2 separate regions of the Bos taurus genome follow, and region 1 is linked to region 2. A link is a contact called in public Hi-C data. All regions are on one chromosome and are shown on one strand. Each heading gives the region's core, a stretch centred on a gene start, on an enhancer-like site or on the middle of the called end of the contact. The rest is flanking DNA. Distances are from core to core; before and after follow the strand shown.

The links. A called contact is a pair of places that touch in the nucleus more often than the background predicts.
Region 1: a Hi-C map of skeletal muscle shows a contact between it and region 2, with 2.4 times the contacts expected there. The contact joins the enhancer-like site here to the promoter of CAGE1 in region 2. A contact is called at or near these places in 2 of 11 Hi-C or Micro-C datasets (liver and skeletal muscle).

The regions. Positions count from the first base shown.
Region 1 is chr23:48,008,285-48,013,860 of ARS-UCD2.0, forward strand. SSR1 (signal sequence receptor subunit 1) reads left to right here. Exons shown (of 8, transcript NM_001102122.2): 3 at 1,779-1,866; 4 at 3,064-3,326; 5 at 5,084-5,160. Among named protein-coding and RNA genes, the nearest start is that of SSR1, 6.3 kb to the left of the region's middle. Within about 2 kb of position 2,852, at least 4 of the 102 cell types and tissues checked have an H3K27ac peak or open chromatin away from gene starts, as enhancers often do. A contact at or near this core is called in skeletal muscle, where this site is marked.
Region 2 is chr23:47,957,463-47,963,036 of ARS-UCD2.0, forward strand. It overlaps CAGE1 (cancer antigen 1), which reads left to right and starts at 2,891. Exons shown (of 16, transcript XR_009492598.1): 1 at 2,891-3,338. It overlaps RIOK1 (RIO kinase 1), which reads right to left and starts at 3,171. Exons shown (of 17, transcript XM_005223904.5): 1 at 3,085-3,171.

The DNA of each region.
Region 1 (5,576 bases), core at 1,602-4,101, 51 kb after region 2:
TTCTTCTGAATAGATTACTCACCATCTTGTCTGCGTCTTTCCTTTCAGAGAGTTGTTTTTACTCTCCTCTAGGGTGGGCCCTCCCACCTTCTCCCTGTCTGGTCCTGTGGGATCTTGCTTATTATCCTCTTTCTTCCTGTGGCTTCCAGCGTTGATTTTTCTCGGTGACTTATTTCTGTTAAGCTACAGATGTGCCCACACCCCTCCACTTGGTGTTCTCCACCTTAAGTTGCTAACAGGTTTCCTTTTTACCAGCACAGTTCTTAGAAGAGCGCTTTGTACAGCTGTCTCTTCTGCTCGTTTCCTGTTCGTTCTCTCACAGTGGTCGCTCAGCTCCACGAATCTCGTGAACCCATCTTGCTGTGGCGCCCGTGGCCTCGTGGCCAGGTTCCTGGCCCGGTCTCCGCCCTGAGCCTTTGCTGAGTGCCCCTCCTCGCTGGCCTCATGGCCTTTCCGGGTTTTCTTGGTTCTGCCGCTGCTGCCTGCTCCGCTGCCTCCTTTGCCTCCTCACTTCTTAATGCTGATGACTCCTGTGATCAGGTCATAGGGTGATTTCTCTTGTTTCTCAAGTGTCTCCTTTTCCCCGTATTTGACAAGTTTATGGTTCCTACGTTCCCTTAAACATATGAGGTGGGTGTGGAGAAATTTTAAAATGTAAGATAGTCTTTGCTCTGTTGACCTTTTTAAAACAATGTTATTGAAATATTATTTACATATCATGATACTTTCTCACTTTAAGCATACGATTCAGTGATTAGTAGTAAATGTTCTGAGTCGTGCAAATTTAATTGAATTTCAGGACATCTCCACCTCATAATGGGGCTTCCCTGGTGGCTCAGAGGGTAAAGTGTCTACCTGCAATGCAGGAGACCTGGGTTTGATTCCTGAGTCAGGAATATCACCTGGAGAAGGAAATGGCAACCCACCGCAGTACTCTTTCTTGCCTGGAAAATCCCATGGACAGAGAAGTCTGGTAGATTACAGTCCATGGGATCGCAAAGAGTCAGACACGACTGAGCGATTGCTTGCTGGCCACCTCATTATTTCCCTAGTCACGTTTTTTTAAAGACCGTTTCTTCCCAATGGTGTGCTGACTTCTTGCAGGGAGGTCGTTCTGTAAATTGGGACTGGATGACTCATAACCAGGCCTGGAGCAGGGGCGGCAGAAGCAGCCCGCGGGCCCGCGCCAGCCCTGCCACCTTCTCCATGTTGGCTCTGGCTGCTCGCCTCCTGTGCCTGCAGCTGCATACTCGCAGGGGGAGCCTCGGTTCCAAAGCTGAAAGGATTTGATATCTGTGTCCTTAGACCGGCCCCTCCTTTCCCCTTTGTTGGGGAGGGAATTGAAGACTGTGTTTGAGACTACTTCTTTTCTTGGAAAGTAGTGTTCCTGGCATTTAAGGGGGAAAATTAATACTGTCCATTTTAACTAGAAATTATATGTCCTTTTGAAAAATACGGTTTTCAAAGTTTCAGACTTTATAGAAAACTTACCCACTTGGGCTCTAGAACCTTGCAGTTCAGAGTGTAATCTAAGTACCAGCTTCATGGGCATTTGGTGGATCCTTGTTAGAAATACAGAATCTCAGGCTTCACTCTCAGTTACAGTTGCAGAATCCCTGGGGGATCTATATGCATGTAACTGTTCATTCCACTACTGATCTCAGCACAGCCTTGGAGATGCAGTATACTAATATATTGTCCCAAATCCAGTGAAGTCACTATTCTTACATGATGCTGTGCTTTTCCCCATAGTAATCGGTTTTCAGCATTTCTTTTAGGCTGAAGATAAAGAGGAAGATGATGTATCGGGTGAACCTGAAGCTTCGCCAAGTGCAGATACAACCATCCTGTTTGTGAAAGGAGAAGGTGAGCAGGGGATGTGGTTGTAATTCAGACACAGGAGTGTTTTAAATGACAAGCTCACTTGTTGGGGAAGCAATAATGATAAAGATCTTTATTTCTGCAAATATAGTGCAGACACATTTTGGGGAAAAAAACCTGCTAATATATGTGTGAATATGGGTATCTGTAAAGTATCGTTTCTGGCTTTGAAACTAAAGGGGAAGATAAATACTATCCATTTTAACTAGAAATTAAATGTCCCCTTGAAAGATACTGTTTTTAAACTTTATCCAAACTGCCACAGTAAAATTAACATTCATATTTTGAGTGTAAATACTAGTGAAATAATAAATCTTTTTTTTTATTAATGCCTGTGTTGCGTTAGAAGAAAATAAATGGCTAACATTTATTGAGAGCCGACGTTTTGAGTATTTTGTGTGTGTTCACTGAATCCTAACGGGAACCCCAAGAGAAGAGTTGCTGAACTGATTCAGAGGTCACTGCTGCTCAGGGTCACTCTCAGTGAACAGGCTGTGAAGACGGTTTAGACTCAGGTCCATCTGGCCCCAAACCTGTGCTTCAGCGGATTAGTAGCTCTGTAAATGATTATCGGATACTTATTATTGGAGATTATTCATTTGAGGGGCCTTCTCAAGCTCTGTTTTATTCCTGTGTACATTCCAGCTCTATGTCTACAGAAAGTGTGATTTGATTGAAAGGTTTTTGTTTTCCTAGTTTTTTTTTTTTGTAGCTGCCTCCGTGGGTCTTAACCTTCAGATCTGCATTCTGAGTAACTGCCTAAAGTAGATAAGGGTTTTTTTTTAACGTCTGACAGACGTTACAGTTTGCAGGTGAATCTCAGGTGTCCCTTCCCTGTCACTCTCCTCCCCACTGTCTGCACAGCCGGCAGAGCCTGAGTGGCGCCGCTGGTGAGCTCTGCACCACGCGCAGCCGCCCTGGGGGCCCTGACTGCTGCAGCACAGCACCCGCTGCTCCTGGCGACTTGGCAGCTCCATTGAGCTCTTCAGTTGGAGCGCTGGCATGTCAACAAGGGTTTCAGCTTACACTGAAGCTGCTGGAGCACGGCTGCAATGTTCTCCTGAAATGGGTTCTGAAACCAATTCCATACACAGCAGGAACAGATGTCAGAATCCATTTGTAATGTCTGTGTCTTTTGTACCTTTTAAATGTTTTCTAACCTTCCTCTTTTTTGTTTCGTAGATTTTCCAGCAAATAACATTGTGAAGTTCCTGGTAGGCTTTACAAACAAGGGTACAGAAGATTTTATCGTCGAGTCTCTGGACGCCTCATTCCGTTACCCTCAGGACTACCAGTTTTATATCCAGAATTTCACCGCTCTTCCTCTGAACACGGTCGTGCCGCCCCAGAGACAGGCAACCTTTGAGTACTCCTTCATCCCCGCAGAGCCCATGGGGGGCCGGCCCTTCGGTCTGGTCATCAACCTGAACTACAAGGATCTGAATGTAAGGCCCTCCTTAAGTTAGGGGCGCGTGAGGACAGTTGACGTCTAAGTACTATTGTGTTTATTCGTTCGAGTGCCTGTTTGGTGGTTGAAATTGATGGGCAGCGGGCAGGCAAAGGTAGATTACACATATCTGTCTTCGAGTCTGTAATGCAGTGGGCCAGAGGAGTGTAAACAGACATCACGGCGTGACAAGTGCTGCGTCCTGGAGACGAGTGAGTGCAGGCTAGGAAAGTTCTAGAAAAGAAAGTGGAATCCACAGCTTCTTTAGGTGTTCATACATATTCAGTGATCTTTGTGCTTTCTGTCACTTGCATTTTGCCCATTTTACTACTACTGGGTGTAAGTTTTAAGGACTTTCTGTGACTATTTTCCTGTCATTTTATACACTCATAAAATATAACCGAATATTTTTAGGATATTAAAAAGGCTTATGGTTTATGAGACCCAAATAGCCTCTCGGGCGTCTTACTCCATAGTGTAGGTGTGCCCAGTGAGTGAGTGAGAGGAGCCCACTAGGGTTTTGCTGCCAGGAATTGACCTCCAGATGCCAACTGTTAGGTCCTCCTTCAGATGAGAGCACATCTAAAAGGCTTTCAGGAAAGGAAATCTCATCCTTTGTGGAAAGCTTATTCAACCTTCTCATCACCCTAGTGTCAGTGTATTTATCTTACGTCTGCATTAAATTTCTAATGCTACCATTAAGTTTTCCTTTTTTGTTTTTTTTTAAACTACTTAGTAGAATGTGGAAAAGATTTTTCCATCTTTTTTTTTTTGGCTGTACCTCCTGGGCTTCTGTGATTTCAGTTCCCTGACCAGGTTTGAATCCGGGCCCCGGCATTGAGAGCACTGAGTTGTAACCATTGTACTGCCAAGAATTCCCCTTCCTTATTTTCAAAACAATGTACTAAACTTCCTCAATGTTACAGCTTAGTAGCTTGCAGGATTATATATTTCATCTTGTTTTTAAGCAGAATTAAACTTGATCCAAAAGCATGCCTGTAGTTTCAGCTCTGTTTGAATGTCTGTTTCATCTTGGTTTGCTAATCGAAAGATCTTGAAATAAGACTTAAACCGAAAAAAAAAAAAAAAAAAAAAGACTTAAACCGTTACAGTTCAGCAATAAATAGTGACAGTTTGGAAAAGTGTTACCTCAGTGCTTCACACAGAACACGGAGCACAGCTGTGTGTTGTCCCAGTGAGTCTCATGTATTTGAAAACTGAAATTGTATTGAGCTGACAAAATTATTTCGAGACCACCAAAAAAAAAGATTTTGATACTGTGAATGTCACTGACCGTTTAATGTAAATTGATTTCCAACCCATTGTCAGTATGGACTTGACTTTTGTTCAAGTCTAGTTCTTAAAACAAGGCTCTACTGCAGAATGCCCACGTTCATGCTTTTCCTTTCTTGTTTGAAGGGTTACATACAGCAGAAGCCAGGGCTTCTAGCTGAAGAGTGTTCTGTGTTCTCTGCTTCTTTCTGTACGTTTTACTGTGTATTCACTTCCCTGGTTTCAAAGAAAGTGGGGACAATTTTAGCAAAGTTGGAGTCATTCTTTGTTTTGTAGGACAAAGTAACGTCATAATGTTGAGTCCCTGACTTAGTACACTTAGGCACGACTCTGTTGAGTCTTAGGATATTGTAAGTGATTAGAGAGCTGTAGTGCATATTAGGATGACAGTTTGAAGAAATCTTACAGGCTTTCATTATTCTAGTGCATTCCAGATTTTTGTGATTTATTTTTTCTTAACAGGGTAATGTTTTCCAAGATGCTGTCTTCAATCAAACGGTTACAATTATCGAGAGAGAAGATGGGTTAGATGGAGAAACGTAAGTGAGTTTTGCCGGATGTAGATTTTGGTCTCAGAAGGCAGGACTGGGAGGCTCGCGTCTCATCCTGGTGTTTCATGGTGAAAATGGAGCCTGCTGTGGATGGGGTGAAATCTTGACCACTTGACTCCACACTTTAGATGATTCTCACAACAATGATTAATAAGAGCACGTTAGGAAAGGTGGTTAAAACTAACAAAAATTGATTTAGAAAGATAGTTCACTTTTTGTTCTTCCTGTCTTTAAATTGTTTTACAGTCAACAGCCTAATGGAAGTTGCATGCCTCCAAAATTGTTACTGAAAATATATTAGGAGATTTTTATCTTGAAAAATGTATTCTTCGTGAATACCGAATCATTTTTCAGTGTATACTTGTGATTCACAAAGAGTAGTTTCTAAATAAAATCGTGCAAAA
Region 2 (5,574 bases), core at 1,641-4,140:
GTATCGCCCAATAAATTCAAATACCAAGTCGTCCTGTTTCTGAGTTCTATTTCAGCCGTTGGGTGATTCTCCAGGTCCGACTAAAGTAGTATTCATCAGGTTGTTATCAGGTTGTTAAATCCGCTCCTGCCTTTGTTATTTTCTCTGCCGAATGAATTAGCTCTGATCAGTACAACAGACCTGAACTCCAGGAAAACCACTCACAAAGCTGCTCTAAGAGCACACAGGGGAGGCTTTCTGACAAAACTTGGGAAAAAGTCTAAAGCTTTATTTCAAGCCTTACCTTGAACTCAATTATCACTCTACAACGAAAAGAGCTTTATCAAGACTTGTGTTACACAAAGAACTTCAAATCACCCTTGCTCCTGAAAGGAAGGATGGTGACGAGAAGCAGCACAAATGGGAGAAGAGGGCCGGGTATAACTAAATGGGAGAGGCAGGGATTGTCAAACCCAGAGAACTGGCCCAGAGAAAGGGATCACAACTAATAGGGTCTGTTTTTGCCAAGTGAAAATTCAGACCAGCGTTACTGAATCTTCTTAGTTTTTCAAGAGAAGCCAGAACTCTGCACTTTTGTGGAAAATCTCCCACTTAACTGGTATGTTCAATTTTAACAAACCACTGTGCACGCCAACACATGTCTGCAGGTCAGATTCCAAAGAGGCAGTACTACCAGTTTTGAGCCATCAGGTGGAGAGCAAGTACAGAAATCACGTAAAAAACACAATGATATGCATTTCAACGCAGTCAGAGAGGAATTTAAGTAAATTCAGATGAGCAAGCCCGACTCATTAATTAGCCAAGGCTTAGAGGGCTCCAAATCTCCATGGATATGGCTGGGAAGAAAACAAATAATCATTAACCCCCTGCTGTTTGTTAGCATTTCATAACCGTAATCCATCAATTGACCCTTCACACCGCCGACAACCTCCAGCGGCACGTTAAAGCTATACTGTCGCTTGCACCTCGGCTTCCCCACCTCAACTGAGCGATCCCTTGCTGTGGGCGGCGGTCCTGTGCAGCAGCATTTCTGGCCCAAACTTTCCAGATGCCATGAACGCACAACCACCCCCAGCTGTGACAATGTCTCCCAAGTTCCTGGAGTCGCAAAACCCACTGGTTTACATCTTCACAATGTCCAGTGCACACTCATGACCGGTAACTGTTCACCAGTCGCATGGGCTGTTTCTTCCTCCCACTTGACTTGGTCCCTAGGGACTGCTGCACGCTCACCTGAAAACACTGACCTGCAATGCCTTCCTCGTTTCTCTGGCTAAATCCTACATACCCTTCCAGTATGTAGGAAGTATCCAATTAACTTTGCTCAGGGAAGGCTGCCTGGTTCTTCTCCTCTGTACTACTTACCCAAAACGCATACAAATAATTTGTCCAGTTACTCAATAGGTTGGTTGCTCCTGCTAGAATGCAAGCTCTGTCACCCAGGGGAGCATTTACCAATGTATCAAGATCAACTGACACGCGATCTGTCACACACAAAGCGATCAACCTGTATTCACCAAAAAATAAAGCAATACCGTCTGCACGCAGAAAATCCTTACTATGAATATAAAGTAAAAACCATTTTCTCGGAATTCCAAAACGAACACTATGTTTCACTTTGCTTTCAAAGTAGAAGTTATCCCCAATTTCTTTTGACTCCCACTGCACATTTATTCTATGGTTAGAAACCTGTCCTCCTACTTCCAGAACATCCCCGTCCAGCACCCATCATCTATGAACTGAATTTTCTTAGTCCTTTTAAACCGTGTCCTCTCCTGCCCTCCAAAACCATCTCCTCCATAGCAAAATGATTCCTTTCAATCACATGCCGGGGGATGTCACTGCCCTGCTCAAAATGTGGCTTTCTACAGCATCAAGAATATCTCAGATCCTTTCCATTCCTTGTCACAGTCTTGGGCTCTGGCTCCTCACTTCTGCACCAGCCGATCTTTTCAATTACCTCCACTGTGCTCTGGGCACAATGACCTAGCTCTTCCTTCCACAGCCAGGAGGGACCACACCTGCGGCCCCCTCTCCCCCCTCTGCTTCCAGACATTAGCTCCTTCTTGTCCTTCCTATCTGGACTTCATGTTCCCTGACCGTTAAGTCACTGCTTAGTTCTATCAACTGATTTTAACTGTTCGCATAGTATATGTCATCTGTGTTAAAAAAAAACAAAACTCCATATATTTAAATCTCCATGTACTTATGTCTCCGCCTCCTTCCCAAGCTGAAGGGGCTTAGTTTGTCTTTTTCATAACCCTCTTCAGCGCCGAGGACAGAACAGGCACACAGTAGGTGCTCAAACATTTCTGGAACGCTAAATGGTAGTTAAAAGCTCAAGCACCTGCTTCGCTGTCGCTCTCCCCAATTCTAACCCCTCAGGGATGCTGACAACCCGGGAGCTGCGAAGTTCAACTGCCGTCACCTGGATCGAAAGACCCGGTTGGGATGGAGAAAGCCCCAAACGGCTGTGAAAAGAGGCCCAAGGAAAGATGCTTAGGACCGGCCTCCCTCTCAACCGCAAACAAGCGTCAACGCCCCCCAGGAGACCGCGGCGGCGGCGGCGCGCGGCGGCCGCGCACTCCGACTGCCCACCTGTCCGAGGAGTCCGCGTCGTCAAACTGCCCGGGGACCACCCGACTCATCAGCAACCGCCGGTAGTCCATGGCGGGAGCAGCACAGGGACGGTTCCGCCAGCCGGCCCAACGGCCTCTGCGCTAACGCCCGCCTCAGAACCGTTCAGTGGCCGCCGCGCCCTACGCGCGCGCCATGTGCGGGTACCACACGCCGAACGCCCGGACCTACGCCCGCCGCGACGGGAAGTCCCGCCCCCGAACGGAAACTGTGTTCCCGACGGAAGTCCCGCCTCGCGCGAGGGCTGAGCCCTGGAAATCGAGCTTCCGCGGAAGCCGTGGGGGTGTGTGGCGGTCTTGGTGTGGTCGGTCCCCGCGGGTCCTGGGCTGGCCTTCCTTCCCGGAGCTCTCCGAGTCGGCTTGCCGCTTTGTCTCCTCCCGTGGAGGCACGTGTGTCAGCTCGGCCGGGGCCGCTGGCCCTGAGGGCTCACGCCGTGTAAGCCCCTACCTGTGTGAATGGAGACCTGGAGGCGCCCTTCGCCGGGCCCGCGGGCACGTCTGAGGGGACGTCGGATGGTCCGAGAGCCGGAACTCGGTGGCCGCGGCCGGGCGGACGTCACACAGGGGCGTTCCAGCGTGTCCGCGCCCAGGCGGCCAGGCGTTGAAGAAAAAGGTTGAAAGCGTTTTACCCGCGGTAGAGCCCAGTGCGCAGGGAGGAAGCCCGAAATCCTTATTTCGGATCAGAGACTATGGACCCTGGAAGTGAGCACACTTCTGCGACCTAAAAAATTTGTTACGATATTGTGAGGTGGAAGTAGGATGAGTGCTTTTCAGAAGTTAAACTTTGACTGAAAATTAAACTTGAGGATTTTTGCCAATAACCCCAGTGACACCTCTTTTCATTCCTGTCCTAAAACAGCTTAGAAGTATCTCTAGAATATCTATCCAATCACTTGAATAAGTTTTTTTGTTATGTGTGGCAGAAGTCGGGTGAGGACAGAATGAAATGAAAAACGTAAGCCTAACTAAAAAAACAAAAAAAGGCAAATTGGTAGGTCATGCCATAGGAACAGAGTTGTAAAAGTTATAATTTGAAGTTCTGGGTTCGCAGACAAAATTTTGAAGAAATAAGGGCCTAGTAGTTTTTTGTTCTTGGAGAGCAAAAGCATGCTTTAGTCCTCCTCCACCACGGCCCACACAGCATTTATATATTTGGAAGACAGCGGGAAAAGTGAGTGTAAAGTCGGGTCTTTCACCAATCCCGACTAGGCTGCTTGGCTTACTGGCTTGTCATCAAATGATGACAGATTTGAGAAAAACCTCAATGAATTATTAATTTGATAGTTCAATAAAATAACCCAGGAAATTTATTAAATTGTTTTGATAGAAATATATCATTGGGGTGCAGGATTTAGTCAACATATTCTCTAAACACTGGTTGCTTTACTGAAGGGGATATTGAAAAACCTTAAGTGGATTCTTTTTGTTGTGTTGCTGTTCAGTTGCTAAGTCATGTGTTTGCAACCCCATGGACTGTAGCCCACTAGGCTTCTCTGTCCCTGGGATTCTCCAGGCAAGAATACTGGAGTGGGTTGCCATTTCCTTCTCCAGGACTCCTCTTGAGGTCTGTATAATATGTGAGTTCCGACACTAACACGCTTGAAACAATGGTGAAGACTAAAATAGCAAACAAACAATGTGCTGAATTGTGAGATAGAAATTTAAAGACATTGTAGGAATTTTAAAACTAGATGAATGGTAAATAGGAAAGTTTTAGGAAGAGAAGCACCTGCCAGAGCAGATTATTGAAGTTGTAAGACACATGATCTGTTTGCAGGAGAGTAAGCCTGATCTGACTGGAGCAGAAGACTGGGTGGGTAATGTGGGTCCAGGCTACATAAGGCCTAGAAAGTCAAACAGAAGAATTGGATTCAGGGTAATATGATTGGGCAAGTTTTCTACTCCCATACCCTGACAGACCTGAGGAGGTCATGAGAATGTGGACCAGGATGATGCTACAGTGAGGGAAAGAAAGCATGGGTTATGAAAAACATCTTTAAAGGAGAAAAGGACAGGACCTGGTAACTGACTAGCCCATGGGTGATTAGGTAGAAGGATGTCAAAGACGTCTGGTTTTCAAGCCCAGGTGCCTTAGAGGATAAGCGTGGCATAGGGAAGGGAGGAAAAACTGAAGTGTAATGTTGAGTTTCACTTGGTAATGAGGTGATAGAAAGTATCAAGTACATAGAAACAGTGTTTTGCAGACACTAACAGGTCTCTGATAATAGTAAGTGTGTCTTTTGATTAACAGGTCTCTGATAATAGTAAGTATCTTTTGATTAAGTGAGAGATCCTTTCACCTTCTGGGTCCCGACACTTCTTTTTGTACAAATCAGTATTTACTACCATACAAAGGTAGTAAAGGCAAAGGAGAAATGGAGATATACCCATCTGAATGCAGAGTTCCAAAGAAGAGCAAGGAGAGAGAAGAAAGCCTTCTTAAGTGATCAATGCAAAGAAATAGAGGAAAACAATAGAATAGGAAAGACTAGAGATCTCTTCAAGAAAATTAGAGATACCAAGGGAAAATTTCAGGCAAAGATGGGCATGATAAAGGACAGAAATGGTATGGACCTAACAGAACCAGAAAATAGAAGAGGTGGCAAGAATACACAGAAGAACTGTACAAAAAAGATCTTAATGACCCAGATAACCACCATGGTGTGATACTCACCTAAAGCCAGACATCCTGGAATTTGAAGTCAAGTGGACTTTGGGAAGCATCACTACAAACAAAGCTACTGGAGGTGATGAAATTCCAGCTGAGCTGTTTAAAATCCTGAAAGATGATGCTGTGAAAGTGCTGCAGTGAATATGCCAGCAAATTTGGAAAACTCAGCAGTGGCCACAGGACTGGAAAAGGTCAGTTTTCATTCCAGTCCTGAAGAAAGGCAGTGCTAAAGAATGTTAAAACTACTGCACAGTCATACTTGTCTCA